Linked DNA regions of Mus musculus: region 2 is linked to region 1. Evidence: chromatin contacts called from public promoter capture Hi-C data. All regions are on one chromosome and are shown on one strand. The core of a region is the stretch at or near the end of the contact, and the rest is flanking DNA. Distances in the headings are between cores, read along the strand shown.

The links. Promoter capture Hi-C pulls out the DNA fragments that hold promoters and counts their contacts.
Region 2: a promoter capture Hi-C map of pre-B cells shows a contact between it and region 1, with 5 times the contacts expected there. The contact joins the promoter of A130010J15Rik here to the promoter of A430105J06Rik in region 1.

Annotation. Positions count from the first base shown.
Region 1 is chr1:186,747,363-186,750,269 of GRCm38.p6, forward strand. A430105J06Rik (a long non-coding RNA gene) reads left to right here and starts at 1,461. Exons shown (of 2, transcript XR_003948551.1): 1 at 1,461-2,462. It overlaps Rrp15 (ribosomal RNA processing 15 homolog (S. cerevisiae)), which reads right to left and starts at 1,996. Exons shown (of 5, transcript NM_026041.2): 1 at 1,802-1,996. The coding sequence starts at 1,946.
Region 2 is chr1:193,172,192-193,175,021 of GRCm38.p6, forward strand. A130010J15Rik (RIKEN cDNA A130010J15 gene) reads left to right here and starts at 1,386. Exons shown (of 2, transcript NM_181048.3): 1 at 1,386-1,589; 2 at 2,054-2,830. The coding sequence starts at 2,151.

The sequences.
Region 1 (2,907 bases), core at 211-2,710:
AAGAAATCCAATTTCCACCCAAATCCGAAAGCAGTGTTGATGTCTTACTTAAATGTAATAGTGTTTTTTTTTTCTTAGACAGTAATGCTTACAATTATTCAATTCAAAACTGTACCATAGGAGATAAAATGGCTGAGCAGGTAATGGCACCTGCTGCCAAACTCCTATAAGTCCTCAGACCTCCACATGTGGGTACACAGCAAATAAACCAATGCAGTAAAAACACCACCAGGACCAGAGCTTCTAATTCCTGCCCAACAGGTTGTTTTTTTAACCCCTCTGGTGAGGGCTGAGGACCTCAAAAGCTTAGTCAGCTGCTTCTTGGTCTTGAAGTCCAAGTGCACTCATTCGTTAACTTATGGACCCCTGAGTGACAGTTGTTGATCTAGGAACTGAGGTTCAAGTGTCTGCACACTTAGGGAACTTTCAAACAGCACAAACGCTTCACAAGATTTAAAACGTGGTGCTTTTAAAGTGAGCAGAGTGGGGCTGGAGAACATGTGCATGCATTGCTCTTCCACAGGAACAGTTTCTTCCTCAGCAGCCATTCAATCTCCTCTCACGCCCAGCGCACATACATACAACTTAAAAATAAATAAAGTAATAATAATAATAAAAGCGTCTAAAGAAAGCAAAGCATCAAGCCTCAAGTGAGAGTGACAGAAAAGGCTGCATTAGAAAAATAAGGGAAAATCTCTTTGACAAGTACTGGACCAGAGACTGAAGTCAATGAAAATGTAGGTGACATACAGGTGTTTCAGGAATACTGCAGGCAAAAGGCAGAGACCTCCAGAATGAGCAGCCAACATGAACAGAAAACAGCAGAGCAGCAAGTGACCAGACCTATCATGCAAGTTAAAAGCAAGTTAAAAATTCTGAATGTTACTCATGAACTAGTGGCTTCCCGTAGTAACTGAAGCCACATTCGCGGTTAACTGAAAGCATTAGCCACACCGAAGCAGTAAAGGAGTGTGGGAGCCAAATGCCTGAGCTTCCTAAGAAGCTCCTGCCAAGAAGTATGTTTAAAAGTAGCAGCCAACCCCAGCCACACAATGGGGAGACCTCCGGAGACTCACCTACCTTTCATTCTGAAACTGTATCAAACGTTACTTCAGTATCTCTCCTTTACCATTTCTTTAACTCTCTCTTTTCTAACTCCCAAAGGCTCACAATCCCCCCTGCACAGTAACAGTATTTCTTCTCTCTTGTGGCCTCTTGCTGCTGGCTCCCTGAGCCTATCCCACCCATTATTTCAATCGCGACCCTTCCTTTCACTTTGCTAGGGGTTCCAAATAGAAGCTCGCAACATTGCTCTTACAGCCGTTTCTATGATCTGCTAACAAACTGACTGGCTGTAAGTAAAAAGAGTCAAATCCTCCCAAAGATGCGAACATTTTGCAAGGTTCTCAATACCAGCTTTGGTTCTTCTGTGCCCAAACACTTAGCCTATGTTTTGATCTGCGACAACTAACCGTGTTTTTACTCCACTTCTAAGCGGGTACAGGACCTGCAAAAGGCCTGGGGTTATCGCCTGCCCATCTTTTGCTCTGCTCTTAATTTGTGTACTGCCTGTCATTATCTCTTCCTTTACTGTTAAGTTTCTGATTGGCACCGGCAGTTTCGCCCATCTCAGTAACAGCTGACTGAGTGGAAACACAAAATTAACCGTGACAGCGAGGAGCCTCGGAACAGCAGGGCTCCTCGCCCAACCTCACTCGCCCCACACACTCAACGGCAAGGAAACGCAACCCTAGCCATGGGAAGGAAGCTCAGCCGCCGAAGCTCCGCCAGGCCACATTACCTTCTCCATCAGAAGAGTCTTTGACCTCATCTTCTAGCTTCGACGCTGCAGCCTTGGCTACCATCTTCATCTTTTTCTTCTTCTTCGGAGAACGCTTCAGTATCTCCCCTGGGCTCACACGTGAGTCCTGAACGGCCGCAGCCATCTTGGCTCGCCGGAAGTGCCACCTGATAATTCCGTCGTGTTGCAACACACGGAACTTCCTCCTCTAGTTCCGGAACAGTTGTCCCGCCTGAAGTTCCGCTGTGGGAGCCTCGGGTAGGGACGGAGAGAGGACACGACCTACCGGTTTTCTCCGGCAGAGTCGGTTCCTGGCCTCACCCCGGCCCCTTCTGGGCGGCTGCTGCTGACTGCTCTCCTTTCCCTCCCCCAGAAGCTGGGTTCCGAGTTAGAAACCGCATTCCGAACCCACTGAATCGAGACTCTCCGAGAAGGAATGGATAACAAGGGAACAGCTACGGAATCAGAAAGCAAGCTCAACTCTTAACATGTTCTTGTGCTGGTTTGGCTTTTGTTCTGTTGTTGTTGTTGTTGTTGTTGTTGTTGGCTATTGTTCTGTTGTTGTTGTTGTTGTTGTTGTTGTTGTTTTTCCCCTAAGGACCAAGCACGGTGTTTTTGAATGGACGTTTCTGGATTTTGATAGATCTGAGAGGCTGCCCGGGTAAGGGGCGGTGGAATGAGCCATGTCCTAAATCCTCCCTAGCACCTGCCCTAAACTAAAGCAGCCTTGCAGTTAGTCCCAAGGTGGGGTTTGGGGGTGAGGGCGACAATAGGATTACCCTCCTAAATTAAACCTTTAAATCCTACCTAGTTCCTTCACTAATCTGCTAAACTCAGACTCCACCCTTCCTTCGAAGGACTACAAATGTAAGGAATCCCCTTGGTTTTGTGACTTGCTCTTGGATTCCCCACCATATTCCAGCCCCCACCCCAAAGCCCACCAGTGTTATTAAAGGATCTGGTCTCCTGAAATACGTCCCAGCAGCCGTCTATAGCGAACCAGTAGGTTTTCATTCTTTATATATTGGTTTTTAGTACTCCAGATTTGTCTTAAAAGAAAAAGAAAAGCTGGGCGTGGTGGTGCACACCTTTAATCCCAGCACTGG
Region 2 (2,830 bases), core at 136-2,635, 6.4 Mb after region 1:
GCACCACTGTAAAACCTCCAGTCTGGGTCTCCATTTTGCTGCCCATAACTTGGGGCCATTTGTCCAGGCTAGAGTTTTCTTAAGATTTCCTTCACAGAAGATATAGGCAAATTCCTTATGTCAACATTTGACCTTCCTATCTGCTGTAAGACTTCTCTGGAGAAAGGAACAAGGCACTTTCTAAGGTCCTAATGGCAGATGAGGGTACAGTTCCACCGAAGTTCAATCTGGGGTACCAAGGAGTCCATTAGGTTTACTTACAAAGCAGTGGGTCAGAGGTTATGGTCAGGGGCATGGGTGGCCTTGAAGCGGCCAGTAAGGATGTTAACTCACCTTTGGCTTCCTAGATGGTGTTCCCCTCCTTAGTTTTGCCCATCCTCCTTGAGGTATAGATAACTCCTTGAGGTATCATTCAATTAGGGTAGACTCTAACCTCAGAACTTCCGAGGCTGAGGCAGGAGGATTGTCATGTTTGAGGAATACATAGCAAGACATTGTCTCAACAAACAAATCCCCACCACAACAGTGTGGCTGTAGAGATGAGACCTGCTTTTTCTCCCAAAGATTTGAATTCCGTTCCCAAAGCCCGTGTTAGGCAGCTCACAATATTTTTAACTTATTCAGCTCCAGGTGACCCTACTCCCTTTTCTGGCTTCCTGGGCACCTGCACAAACTTATGAATGGAAATAAAAATCAATCTTTTAAAATAAGATGATCAGCAAACTGGACTCTCGGGCTTTGAGCTCCATGAAGAAGGTACAATGCAGTACCTCGGCACACTGAGAGTGAATACTCAGGCTGCAGACATACAGTTAGTAGTGTTTGGCACGCGTGAATTCCAGAGCTCAATCCCCAACGCGGCATAAACCAGAGAACGAGAAGTCCCGTTCCGGGCCAGCCCCTGCAACACATAGTACAACAGTACTGGCTCAGCAGTTAATGGCACTTGCTCAGCAGGCTGGCTTCCTGAGTTCAGTACCTCGGACCCTCTTACAAGGTGGAAGCGAGAGCTGACAGGGCGCCATTGTGCACGCCCACACAATAAGGCGATTTTTAAAAAAGGAGTGAATATGCATGGCCTTGGCATACCTGTCAAGTTCAGAATTTAGGTACATTAAAAAAATAATAATACAAAATAAAGCTTTACAGCATTGCCCACAGGAGAGGTGTCCCTTATTCCGCGGACTGACAACTGGCGGTCCCAGCGGCTTCTCCCCCACTTCCACTTCCGCCTCGCAAGGCCCGCCCGCAGGGGCTCTACCGGAAGGGGCGGGTCTAAGGTGGCTTTACCTCCCACTCCGTCCGCAGCCTCTTCAAAGGTTCTGGCTTGCGTTTGCTTTTCAAATGACGTCACGGAAAGGCGGAGTAAGCCAGTGCGCATGCACGTCAGGCTGTCTTTCCCTGGGCTTCTGCACACACTGTCGGGTTTTCACAGTACCGAGTGTGGGGCGTGGGAGGGCACTACGCCGCTGGCGGGCAGGCGGAAGGGCTTCCTGCGCCCCCGAACCTGCGGCGGAAATGCTAGCCGAGTGTCTTGAGGCAGAGCGCTTCCTTTTGTAACTAGTCTACCACCGCGTAGGCACGTGTGGGTAGGTGTGGCGGTGGGAGCGTGCCTTCCTAGAAGGGAAGAGGGTCCAGCAAGTGTTAAACTGGCTCGTGCCCCAGTTCTAGCGGCTTCTCTTACCTGAGTGTCGCAGGGTGAGGCGGTGATTACTCCGCGTTGTAGCTTATGCTGGTTTGATCAGGCTGCTGTGAGCGCTCTGTGGAGATCTGTCTGAGGAGCTGGCAATGGAGAGCTTACAGGCGCTGAAGTTTAGAGCCCAGAGTTCTGTCCCAGTTGGACAGTTTTGGGAGAAGTGGTAACTTTTGCTGTAAGGTTTGAATCCCAGAGCATAAATTGCACCAGGTAAAAGTTAGAATCGAAGCCAGAGACAATGTAAATGTGACTAGAAGGACGATTTCGTAAACTTAAGTCTGCCAGAGAAATGGGGTGCAGCATTGGTGACCCCATCTTGACAGTATTAACGATTTCCCCCTACCATATTGTTTCTAGGATCTTTCTCAAGTGCTGGGAGCTGAACTGTGTGTGGCCCAGGGAAAGGAACTGTGGCTAGCTAAGGAGGCCATATGTCATGTAACTTCCAGATCTTATGTCAACACCAAGCCCTCAGCTGCTGGTGGCAGCTGCTCAGCAGACTCTGGGCATGGGCAAGAGAAAATGCCCACCTCGAGCTACCTGCCTTCACCTGGCAGGAGAGGTGCTGGCTGTGGCCCGCGGGCTGAAGCCAGCTGTACTCTATGATTGCAACTCTGCAGGAGTATTGGCGCTCCAAAGTTATCTGGAGGAACTACAGGGGCTGGGCTTCCTGGAGCCAGGACTTCACATTCTTGAGATTGGAGAGAATAACTTTATTGTCAGTCCTGAGTATGCCTGTCAGCATTTGGAACAGACACTGCTTGGTACTGTAGCTTTCGTGGACGTTTCCCGCTCCCAACCTCATCCTTCTGTCCGGTCGGTGGACCAGCTCCCGGACTTGAAATCTCTCATAGCTGACGTCATCACACGTTTTCGAGGACTTAAGAAAGATGTGTCTCAGGGAGTCTCCTACACCAGGCTACATTCCTCAGACTGGAATCTCTGCACTGTATTTGGGATACTCCTGGGATATCCAGTCTCTTACACATTTGACCTGAACCGTGAAGATGACAACTGCTTAACCATGACTCCCCTGCGGGTGTTTACTGCCCGGATTTCGTGGCTGCCTGGTCAACCATCAATTCTGCTGTACTCCTTTAGTGTTCCAGAGAGTTTGTTCCCAGCCCTGAAAAA